Regions from separate parts of the Zea mays genome. Here all the other regions are linked to region 1. The links are chromatin contacts, called in public Hi-C maps. All regions are on one chromosome and are shown on one strand. The core of a region is the stretch at or near the end of the contact, and the rest is flanking DNA. Distances in the headings are between cores, read along the strand shown.

Region 1 (4,151 bases), core at 1,411-3,910:
ATAGCTCAAGGGGGGCACGTACAAGGGTGCTAGGCCCCGACATGCGGGCCCAGGGGTAAAACGAAGGGAATACATATAGAAGTATCCAATGCCAGTGTCGTCCAGAAGATCCCCGAGTGCCATAATGTCCGTAGTCCATATAGTATTAATATCTCGCGGCTGCTCCCTTGGTAACGCGCGAGCCATGATGAACACAGTGTATGCCGCAGCACAGGCGAACTGCCTACCAACGAAATGGACAGGCATGCCGCCCGCAGAGTGGCCTGGTCGCTGCCCGCCAGTGGAGTGGACAGGGCACATTAAATGCCGAGGTGGCACATCGCCTGCCAGTGGAGTGGACAGGGCACATTAAATGCTAAGGCAGCACATCACCTTCCAGTTTGATAGGCGGCACGCCTTATCCGCAATAAATGTAGAGGACGTGCGGCCCAGAGGCCTTACGTCAGGCTCCGCCCGCTGGCTTACGTCGCGGGCAGCTGGCCACGTAGCAGCATCGGGTCTCCGTCTGAGCGGGGAGCAGATGCGTATGCGATAGGGTCCGGACACGTGTTGGCTCCGGACCCCCGCCTGGCCTTGACTAAGGTCCGGACACTCTTTGTCCTAGTACCCTGGGACCCTGTTGTGAGTGGCCCGGACCCTGCACAGGGGGGTCCGGGCACGCCCGTGGAGGTTCTGGACCTTACCCGGAGGTCCGGTCCGTACGTACAGGGGTTCGGTACTTCCCATGGGGGTCCGGACCCACTGCTGATGCCTTGAAGCATATCGCCTTTTTTGGCCACGTGGCGGCCCCGGAGCCGTCCGCGTGGTGGGGTCGGGTGTTGTTTGCCACGCGACTAGAAATAGCCGCGTGGACACCGCGCCTTCATACAGTAGTAAGAGATACCCCTGTTTCAGGGTACCGACAGTCTTGAAGATCTGTTTTCCTAATCATGGGCATTATCTCATTTGTAAGAATGTTTATCTCAGTGGCAGAAATCAACTTGAGTTGAATAAAATGATGGTTAGATAAAGAAAATATTTGGATTTGGGCTTTATATATATTTATAGGCACATAGAAGTGTCATTGCCCATAACGTAAGCATAGTGTAACTTCTAAAAGTTACCACAAGTATTGAAATAATGATGAAAAGAAGCAACCATACTTAAAGTATGAGCAAGCCACAACTTAGGCATATAGTTTGAGGCATGCTTGAGTGAATATTTGAAACATATACCTTATCATGTTGAAAGGGTTTCAATATAGAAATATGTATTATGAAAATACTATTAATTAGTCGGTCATTTGTGAAGAACCTAGACCTATAAGAACCTAAGGATGAGGGGAGGAAATACCATGCTGATACACCAAAGGTAGACACTCTATATGTCATGTTGGATCGGTAATGGCACCAAGTATAAGCAAATACCATGTATATGGATCATGAATGTCCTCCAATATATCCAAAGGGTAGAGAAATTTTGAAATTAAAGATCAAGAAATGAATCTAAATGTGAATGTGAATTCCCTTTGTGGCAATTCAGAATTGAATTGAAGTCAGAAAGTACACCTTTGTGTCAATAATGACAAAATCATATGGGAACCAAAGACTAGCATAAATATTTTGTGAACATGTGTACTTTGAATAAGAAACACTCGATATAAGCGACATGGATTAAGGAATCCCCACTACCAACTTATGAAATAAAAAAAGCTTGTGTTGCATAAGTAATGCTAGGATATGTGCTATGTATGAAAACTCCATTAATATATGGTCAAGAAGGCATATGATGAACCACGTTAGAATCTTGCATAATAAGTCACAAGAGGATCTTGTAGATCTCCATTTAAGCAATGCATCCATCATTAAAAGGATGGACTTGAAGCAATTATATAAGAATTAAAAGTGTAGTTCTCAGGAGAGAAATTTTCATACTCCTAAATTGAATCTTGAGCAAGAAGTTCAAGTACTTAATTATAACCTTGAAGATTAAATGAAGAAAAGTGTGTTTTGCACTCTTTTTCCATCAAGAGAGTTTTGAATAGAAGTTTCTCGTATAAGGTTTTTAATGAGGCAAATCATGCAACACAACAAACGTGAATATGTACTTTTTCTCCAAATTTTTCCTACTAGGTTTTTGTGGAGTTTTGAGACAAGTGCATCTCGCGACAAGAGGGCCAAGTGGGAGCGTTAAGAAACCAGTTTGAATCCCGAAGACCCATGTGACCCATCTAGCTGAAACTCTAACTTTGCACTATATATAGAGGAGGATACCACTATTTGTTGTAACCAGTGAACAAAATAGATGAATGAGAATACAAATCTATCATATATCTTTGAAGAAATTTGCTATTTTGACACTCTATGTTTTGACTCTCTTATTATATCATCTCGTGTCTATGATTTGCGGGCTAGACGACATACTGATGATAATGGCAAAATTGTTAATAGTTTATATCTTTATATCTCCTGTGTTTATGATTATAAATAGGGAAATTTGGATCCATACCATTAAAAGATCACCACTTTGGATCCATACTATTACTATCTCACTTACATGTGGGTCCACATGAGTCAATGACATGTGGGGTCCATGGTATATATCTAAAGTTTGGATCTTTTAATGGTATAGATCCAATTGTTCCTTATAAATAATTGAGAAGACTTTATGCTACACTCGCAAATGTTTTTTAACAGGTTGGATGCTCTGCACGGAACTTTTTCATTTTCTTCTTGAGAGTAATCTCTTTTTGCAAAGAGGCCGCCAACTCTTGTACCATCACGGCGTCGGAGGGCCAGTCGACCTCTCTGCTCGCGAAAAATGGCGGCGGCAGCGGAAGGTTTGGCTGCCTACAGGGCGGTGCTGCGGGCGGCGCGGCGGACGTTCGCGGGCGACCAGCTGATGCTGAAGGAGTCTGCGGTGGAGATCCGGCGCCGCTTTGAGGACCACCGTGGTCTAACCCCGGGCTCCGACGATGCAGCGCGTGCCCTCGCCGACGCCCGCGAGGCGGCGCACTTCATCACCCATATGATAGTCCAGGCCACACGCGCACCCTCCGGATCCTTCGGTACGATTCGATAGTGCTTGCCAGTCACCCCTCCCCCACCTGTTTGTGATCTAGGGCTTCTAATTGGTTCGAAGAAATTGGTAGTTGGTGGTGCATTGGTCACCCATCCATTACGAATTATACGATCTGGCTCTGGCCAGCCCGTTTGTGCGGCCTTAACCAGCCTTATGAGGAAACATTTAGCTTGGTTTTGTGCTATGAGGTAGGGTTTTGAGTAGGTGCAAATTAGATGGAAATAGAGGCTAGGAGTAGGAGGGTAACCACTAACCATTTGAGTCCATGATCTTTAAACTAGTTAGTACATAACTAATATACTGTAACAGTCCTGAGATTTCTTAAATTGTTATGGCTGCTGAGAGGTGCAAAATTATTAAAAAGGAGAGTGCCTATTGGACCTGCTATTTTGAAGGGACACTGGCACTTCACCCTAGGAGATGTGATGAATCTCGAGTAGGCATGTGGGATTAGTAAGTGGTAAATGTATTTGAGCACACAAACAGGCTTAGATGGTCATATTGTACACAAATTTTGTTGTGTCTGTTGCAATTTTTACCATATACATAAAACAATAGTCTTCATGGATTTATTAACTATCTAGGACTTCACATGTAACATTTGATGACATATTACTTAAGGGATTACTTGAGTAGTTACAGAGATCTCTGACAGTTTCTCTATGTATCAGATGCATTTAGAGTAGCACCACTGATTTCAAGTCGGGCGACCAGCTAGTCGACCGACAGGACCGACCAGGCGCCTAATCGCGATTAGGGCGACTAATCGGCCGACTAATCGGTTCTGGTCGGCCTCTGGTCGTCCCTAGTCGTCCTATGTATATTCCTAGGCATATAAGCCATATATATATGTATATATGTATTTCTAGGCATATAAGCCATATAGAACTGAAATTAAATTGGAAGTTCGGAACTGAATTACTGAAATATAACAGTAGCAGCTTTCAATTGGAAGTGAATGTAACATAACATAAGTGAAAGTGTGAAACAATATAGAGTACCTGCTAGTCTGCTACCTAGAGCAGATCAGCATCCAAGCAAAAAGCATTAGCAGCAGCTTTCCCTGCTAGTCTGCTACCTAGCGCAGAATG
Region 2 (4,129 bases), core at 1,500-3,999, 200 kb after region 1:
TGTAATGGACTCATTTGGCCTCTACGGGCTTGTATGACATTTTAATGGACTTGTATGAATTCTATGGACTTGTAATGAACTTGTTTAGACTTTTATGAGCTTGCTTGGAATTGTTTACAATTGTATGCACTTGTATGTTATGCTTATCTATGAGTATGTCTTGGATTGACAAAAAACAGAGAAAACTCTGCCGAAATTTTGTGAAATTGTTGGTTATGTCATGTAGCCTTTACATAACTATTACATAGCCTTTTCAGAAGCATTAATTTTAGGACTAGCATCTATACTTTTCAGATCCATTTCGTAGCCTTTTCAGGAGTGCTTATATAGCCTTTTCAGAGTGTAAAAATAGCCTTTTCAGGATTGTATATATAGCCTTTTCAGAAAAAGAACATAGCGTAGGACATGTAGCCTTTTCAGAACTAGAACATAGCCTTTTCAGAGTTTTTGTACATATCTGATGTTTATAATCTATTACACTATCTATCCTTTAGCCTATATATACACGATCCTTTGTACATTTGCTTCATTGTGCAATAGAATGGCTTCAGGGTCTTCTAGGGGCAAGGGTGCGGTAAATGAGAGACGAAAGGATGGAGGGAAGTTAACTCCAATGTCTTTTGATGGCCCTCTTGGTCCAGATTTTTTTGAAGAGGCGGTTTTTAACTTTCCAGTTCAAAGTAAAAAAGATTTCAACAAAGAGGTTAGACTTAGGTCCTACGATAATAGGAGAGAAGATTGGCCGAAGTGCATGCATGGCGAGGATTGCTTGGTGCAGATGTTCGTTGAGGGTGGAATTGATGGAGGCCGGCGTTTCTTCAGATGTCCTTATGCATATGTACAAATTAATTTCTAGTCCTTTTTTCTAAATACATGGTGGAACTAACTATAAACATTTATGCAGCATTCATTGGTCAAGGAGAATTGTGGGTTCACTCGTTGGGTAGATCCTCGTCCAATTTTTCCTCATGCGGAATACATATCCTACCTACAGAATAGGATATTTGATCTAGAGAGAGAAGTAAGCAACAAAAATGATGAGGAAGAAAGAGACACAAACAATGGTGGTGCTTCACAGGTGCAAGTATGCCCAGATCCATATTGTTGCTGCCCTTGTCACAACAAGAATGTTGGTCCTCCGTCGTCTCCACCGCACCCACAGCAGACACCAACAATGGGAGGATACTATGGGGAAGGCTCAACTCAATTTGGAATGTGGGAGCACTACTAGAAAACTCTTATGTATCAATTGCTTTTAGCGTGTTGGTTATCTATTTCAATTGCTTCAAGTCGCCTTCAAGAATTGCTTTAAATCTACTTTTCATCAATTATGTATTTATGTAATTTTTCATCAATTTGAAGGTAATTCATTACGAAATATCATTGTTCGACAATACATATTACCGAATAATAAGTTCATTATTACATAACTTCAAATAAAACACCAATACTACTGAGTACAACGGGGCCATTTGCCTTTGCGAAATGCATCAGGGTTCTCCTCCATTGCTTCCTTTGCACGACGTGCACGCTCAAGCTTCTTCTCCTTATCTTCCCTGCATTCAGCAACACGCCTCATTTTCTCTTCGTCTTCACGTTGTTGCTCGGCAGCAAGCTCCTCTCGTCTTTTTTTCATCCTCTCTTTGTCCTCTGCATCCCACTTTTGAAGATTCTCCAGCCACTTCTTATCTTTCTCTGATATTTCGGTGTCAATCCACTGCTCAAAATCACATAGCGGTGGAGGAGTCTACAAAATGTGCAATTATTAGTACGCAAAAAAACATTTACAAAAACATTCACAAATGTAAACATATTACAAGACTATTCTCACCATTAAATTCATCCGACGTTGAACAACAGTTGGCTCAAATGCAAAGTTAGCACACATCCAATACCTCTGTCGATAGGTGTCATGATCTTCAGACTTATCGACCTTACAAGGATCACCACAAAAACACATAGGCACTGGAACACCACTTGGCAAAGGCAGCGGGTCGAAGGCAGTTCCGGTCAAAGGACCCTTCCTAAATTTCCATAAACTCTATAACAATCAGAAATATAATAGACTCACAAAATAAGAGGCAAATCCAAAACTTACCTTTGTTTAGCATATTTACCACGCCTAGACATCTCTAGTTTAGAAGAATTGAAATGAGCACAGCAACAAGCCAGACGTAGGGTACTATTTATAGGAACGTACCTCGGCGCCATAGATCTTGGCGCCGAGGTAGGCGTCGTTGACCGGGCGCCTACCTCGGCGCCAAGATCTATGGCGCCGAGGTACGTGCCACGTCAATCCAGATCACACCGGCGTCTGACGTATAAGCGCCAATAGTATTGGCGCCGGCACACACATGCTCGGCGCCAATGATGACGGCGCCGAGCTAAGGGTCCATTTTTTGAAATGAAACTGCCAGAGGCATAAATGTGGGAAAAAAACCCGAAAAGGGCCAAATTGCAAAAAAGTTGGAGCCCGTGGGCAGTGGCCAACTGGCCACTGGCCACCCACCCCCGGCCTCCTCCGGGTCGCACACCTGTCCCGGCGGCCGCCCATGCGCACCAGATCACACTCCTGTCCAGGGAGCTCGGCCAGCCCGCCCCCACCGCGCCACAGAAAACTCGATCCCCCGCCGTCCACCCCGCATCCAAGGGCCACGACCCCGCATCTCTCCCCCGGCGAGCCACCGCTCCCCCGCCCATAAATACCTCTCTGCTCCAGCCGCTGCCGCTGCCACCCCCGCGAGACCTGTCCGAATCGCGTCCAGGTCCCTCGCTGGGAGTTTCGCCGAGGGCCCTCCCGCCTCCCCCCTAGATTCACGACGGAGATGGCGTCCGAGCTCACCTACCGCGGCGGCGGGGCGTTCACGGCCGCCAGCGCCGGCGCCGGGGGCTACTCCCCGAAGCCGTCTAAGCCGCTTGCGTGGCTGCCCCGCGCGGCCCGCTACGCCGTCGCCGAGAACCGCCCGCTCTTCGCGCTCGCCGGGATGCTCATCGCCGCCGCCGTCATCTCCATCGCCTCCCCGTCCGCCTCCTCCTCCTCCTCCGCCGCCTCGTCCTACTCCAACAACAACCCGCTCGCCCGTTTCTCCGTCGAGCCCGCCCACCACCGCGACGTGGCCACGCGGCACTTCGTCGGCGGCAAGGTGCCGCTGGGCCTCAAGAGGAAGGTGCTCCGCGTCCTCGTCACCGGCGGCGCCGGCTTCGTCGGCAGCCACCTGGTGGACCGCCTCCTGCAGCGCGGAGACAGTGTCATCGTCGTCGACAACTTCTTCACCGGCCGCAAGGACAACGTCCTGCACCACCTCGGCGACCCCAACTTCGAGATGATACGCCACGACGTCGTCGAGCCCATCCTGCTCGAGGTCGACCAGATCTACCACCTCGCCTGCCCCGCGTCCCCCGTCCACTACAAATACAACCCCATCAAAACAATCATATCCTTTCTCTACGAATTCCTTCAGTTCTGTTGCGTTCTTTTCCTTTCCTCCATGACTGATTCATGATTGATGCCTGGATCGCGATCGGTTCTATTTTTCTTCTTTTGGTGCCAAACAAAATGTTTTATATTGTTATAGGGATGGATTTGGTTTCTATTGCATTTTGGTGGGGAATTTGTTCCTTTCTCCAGGTTTATCGGTTAACACGCAATGCTTCTGGGAGGATGAGGCCCGATTCACTACTCCCTGAGATTCCGGGTCGGTCCATGAAATGGGAATATGGCACAGTAGGAGAATTTTGTCCGGAGCTCGAGATTTGCGCCACGTTTCACTCTGATTTTGGAGTTTTCTGCTCAACTGATGCAAAGCACAGCCACCAGGTCGGCCGTTTCAGATCTCTGTCTGCTAGGCTGCCCTTTGCTCAAGGGCAATCCCTCCTTTTCATTTAACGCAAAAGAAATTTCTTCTGTTTATTTGCATCTATGAAATCTGGCGTCAAATGTTCAGTTGAACTCAAATTCTCGAGATTCAACTGAAGATCTCAAATCATCGCATCATTTCCCTGTCGAAACCATTTGTATTTCTCAGAAAAAAACTTTTTTTTTATGTTTCTGAATGCTGACTTAAGTTTCCCGTGCGTTTGGAATAGAGAAAACGTACTAGCAACAGTTAAAGCCGAGATATGAACTCAA
Region 3 (3,928 bases), core at 808-3,307, 250 kb before region 1:
TAGACTGACTACCCTGTGGAAACTGCTGATCAAAATCTTGTTTGCTGACGAAGTACTCCACTCCTTGTTTTTGAGTGACCTTTGAAATGGGGAAGTAATTTGTCTGTTGCAGCGAATACTCAGCTTGACGCGCTGGAATAAATGCAAGCGAAACAATAAACAGTACTACTACAAGGTGAATAAACACTGTTAGATTTATGCTGGAACCACCCTCCACTGAATGCTCCCTTCTCTGTTGCTGTTGCCTGCCTGTTCCCCTAGCCCTGTAGGTATACTGGGGATGGAACATATTATCATGGGTGCCATAAAAGGACCTGAATATCTCATCTGGATCAAAATCTTCTTCATAGTTATAGAAGCCACTTCTTGCTGGCCTTCTCCGCCTAGCAGCTCCCCGCCTCATGACATTGGGATATTGCTCATTGAATTCATGGTCCTCAGTGGTGCCTGTCTGATCATAAGTCCTCCGCGACTGATCATTGCTTAGGCACTTGAAAGCCTTGCTTACCATCTTGAAAGCATCTTCTGCCCCAGGAACCTTGTTCTTGTCAGGATGAACCTTCAGTGATAACCTCCTGTATGCCTTCCTAATTTCCTCCACAGTGCATCTTCTCTCTACTCCGAGAACTGCATAGTAATCCTTCTTTTTCCTGATATCCTGAACCACTCTAATATTCTCCTCAGTGTAAGCCTTATCAACATTTAAAGGACCAACAGATTCTTTTGTTGTTTTTGGGTATAAAAGAGCTTGTCCTCTTTCAGTCTTGTCTTTGCAAGTAGAAATATTCAGGATGCCAACCTTCTCAACTGGGCTCAGCAAATCATCAAGTGGAAGACCAGGGTCCAATCTTTGAGCAATTTTAATTAATTTTTCTGCGCGCTGCCTATCCCCAGATGCAAATGCAGATTTTGCAAGCTTGACAGATCTCAATGCCTCATCTTTGTTCCCATCCATGAGTCCAATCAGCTCTGGTGAAATAGGTTGAAACCTCAAACTGATGACCTGTGAAACAAGAATACTGGATTAACAAAACAAAGCAAACTATCATGTAATAAAACTGGCTAACAAACACCAATTTCCATGAGATGAAGTGAAGTGATATCTAAATCTCAGCTTAGAAATCTAGTAGTCATAAACAAGTTGTAGGCAAAGAGTACAAAAACATCACAGGAATTTCACAGAAATCGGTTCATTTCACAGGAAAAAAGCAAGGAACACGAAAATTTCTGGCGTTCCAAAGGGGGGCTAAATATTAGACGGATCCTCTATAGCCACATGAGTTATGCATGTCATAAACAAAACAGAACTACCGCCTGATCAATTCAGAACTACACCAACAAGGAGACACCTTGAGCTCTTCGAATGGAGTTCACTGCCTTTTGAAAGAGACGGTGAAGAATTTAAACTTCTTTACCAGTTGTAAGTAATTAGAACGTAAAATACCCAACAAGCCTAGAAGACCTGAACTCACAAGAAATATATGGATTTGGTGGAATGTATCATGGAAGCAACAAACATGAAAAATAAAATATTATAACTATCACAAAAAAAGAAGTTACTTCTGTTTCATCAACTCCCATGAAATCAACATCTAGTGATCTACATGGATGAAGATTTCAACATTTCCAACTGTGGATGTCCGACCCACACACGACTCCCAAGCAACAACATAAACAGCTCCTATCCACGCAGACAGATCTCACCCTGACACCAACTCGGCCCTCCGCATCATCTAAACAGGAAAACAACATGCAAGAAACAGGCGATGCCATCATAAACAATCCTTTCCTAAACCTCGATGTGTCGTGACACCTCGAACTCGAAAGGGGAACCGGGCGCGTTGACCGAATTCTAAGAGGAAACTTCCAAATTTGAAAGCTGGGGCTGATTGAGACCGGTGGATCGGAGGGGCTCACCGGATGAGAGCGAGGGGAGGCGACGCGAGGAAGACCACACCCCCGCTAGGCCGCCACCGGAGAGGGGAACAAAAATGGAGTAGACTGCACGGATATGGCGCTGCATTTTCTGCTAAGCCCCTCGGCTTTTCCATATTTTAGAATCGGGAGTGGGCCTTTTCGAGATTAGACAGTAGACACTACAACCACAACGGACCGTGCAACAAATCGTAGACCGCCAAATTTTTAAAACGGGATTAAAAAATCGCAAAACATGTCACGTATTACTAAAAACTAGAAGTGACCGTGCGTTGCTACGATTTTTATATATCATATAGATAAATTTTACTTAATTGGATTAATTGTAGAAACTAGTCAATTGACCGTGCGTTGCTACGATTTTTAAATATTATATCGATAAATCTTATTTAATTGGATTAATTGAAGGAACACATTTCAAACATTTACAATAATACATAGTGGTTTGAGCCAATAAAAAATGGCTGTTGTTGGGGGCCTTCGGCTTCCGAAGGTCCTCAAAAGTATGATTTAACAATGTTTTTGGAGTAAAGTACATTAACAGGTATCTTCGGACTTGGATCAGAGCCACGGTAGGACGAAGCACAAGGAACACGAAGGTTTACGCAGAGCCGAAGCTGTGTGTAGAAGAGCTTCGGGAGAACGGCAGGAAAAGAAACCGACTTAAAGATGAAAAACCAGATTAAACCTCGAAAAATTATTATAGAGTTATTGATAAATGTAAAGGGCATTAATGTAATTTTGCATGGGCTGCGACCCGTGCCTATAAATAGGCGAACAGTATCCCCGTACTGTTCACGCTGATTTGACATTGGCTTTTGCGTCACACTTGTACTTTTACCTTCTCGCGATCCGAAGGTACATTTGTAATTTGACATCATTTCTATTCCGTCATCATAATAAAATAGAAATGAGTTGTCAATAATTCATAACCGTTCATGTTAACTTATATGATTCATATGATCTCTTCTTCATTATTATATTTTATGCTGATGAAGGTACGTCCTTCATAACCTTCGTCCGAAAATCATTATATCCTTAGGGAAATAATGCTTCGAAGGGCGAAGGATATTGACATTTAACATTTTATGTTGCCTTGTTCTTAATTCATAGCATTTGAGAACAAGTCCCCAACAGCTGCACATCACAAATGAAGCGAAGCAGCACGTTTAGATACTAACGGTTTCTTGGTGGGCATTCGAGCTAGCTGTGTATTCGCTAGTGAGTTACTTTTCCACAAAGGTAAAGAAAAAAAGAAATACAATATCATAAGTCTCTCAACAAAGGCAAAACCAACAGTACAACACGACATTTAAATGAGCTCAACAAAATGTTCAAAGATAAGACAAATTTAGAAAAATGTTTAGCAGAGAATAGTACTAATATTTTACAGAACGATATATGAAACCTCCTGTCGTGTGCAGTTTGCAGGTAAGTCATCAATATAAATAGTGCTTGATGCATCCGACGGAAGAGGAGGCTTGGATCTACCACCATATGTCATCCATATGTTGTCTATACCAACAACACCCATCATACGTCGGTCATCAACATCATTAGACATCTATACCAGCACCCATCCCTACAACCAATCCGGCACCCATCCCTGCAGCCCTAGTGTCATTAGCACCAACATAGGCCATCTATGAATTTATCATACAGATAAAACACAAGTCAATGACTTTGTGCCCTAGCAAAAAAACAGCAATACAATAGGAAAATTGTTTGTACCCCATTGTGCAATCCTGTCCTGCAAGTTTCATGTGGATAGTATCATGTCATGTCTTGCACATCAAACACAACTGCAAAAATGGAAGAAGAAATCAAAGATTACCACCAAGCCTAACCTCCAACTATCGCATACAATGCGTAGACAAAATGATAGTTAATACCTCATCAAAGAATAGAGTGTCAACAAATGTATTTTTACTTAAGTTACTTACACAAGAAAGCTAATTATGTTGCGATTCCCAACTATCAGACTCGAATTTCT

Evidence for each region. A called contact is a pair of places that touch in the nucleus more often than the background predicts.
Region 2: a contact with region 1 is called in a Hi-C map of bundle sheath, with 3 times the contacts expected there. The contact joins the promoter of LOC100272553 here to the promoter of LOC100284013 in region 1. A contact is called at or near these places in 11 of 25 Hi-C or Micro-C datasets (bundle sheath, ear, endosperm and 4 more) and 1 of 3 datasets of contacts at active chromatin or transcription factors (leaf).
Region 3: a Hi-C map of leaf shows a contact between it and region 1, with 5 times the contacts expected there. The contact joins the promoter of LOC103635523 here to the promoter of LOC100284013 in region 1. A contact is called at or near these places in 3 of 25 Hi-C or Micro-C datasets (ear, leaf and tassel).

The regions. Positions count from the first base shown.
Region 1 is chr8:89,049,822-89,053,972 of Zm-B73-REFERENCE-NAM-5.0, reverse strand. LOC100284013 reads left to right here and starts at 2,660. Exons shown (of 2, transcript NM_001159477.2): 1 at 2,660-3,046. The coding sequence starts at 2,800.
Region 2 is chr8:88,850,310-88,854,438 of Zm-B73-REFERENCE-NAM-5.0, reverse strand. It overlaps LOC100272553 (UDP-glucuronic acid decarboxylase 4), which reads left to right and starts at 2,749. Exons shown (of 6, transcript NM_001147020.2): 1 at 2,749-3,434. The coding sequence starts at 2,826. It overlaps LOC103635520, which reads right to left and starts at 2,405. Exons shown (of 3, transcript XM_008657951.4): 1 at 2,099-2,405; 2 at 1,832-2,024; 3 at 1,371-1,747. The coding sequence starts at 2,211. The coding sequence ends at 1,451. It overlaps LOC109941586 (a long non-coding RNA gene), which reads left to right. Exons shown (of 3, transcript XR_002264244.3): 2 at 1-838; 3 at 905-1,240.
Region 3 is chr8:89,300,219-89,304,146 of Zm-B73-REFERENCE-NAM-5.0, reverse strand. It overlaps LOC103635523 (chaperone protein dnaJ 49), which reads right to left and starts at 2,057. Exons shown (of 4, transcript XR_557424.4): 1 at 1,918-2,057; 2 at 1-1,003.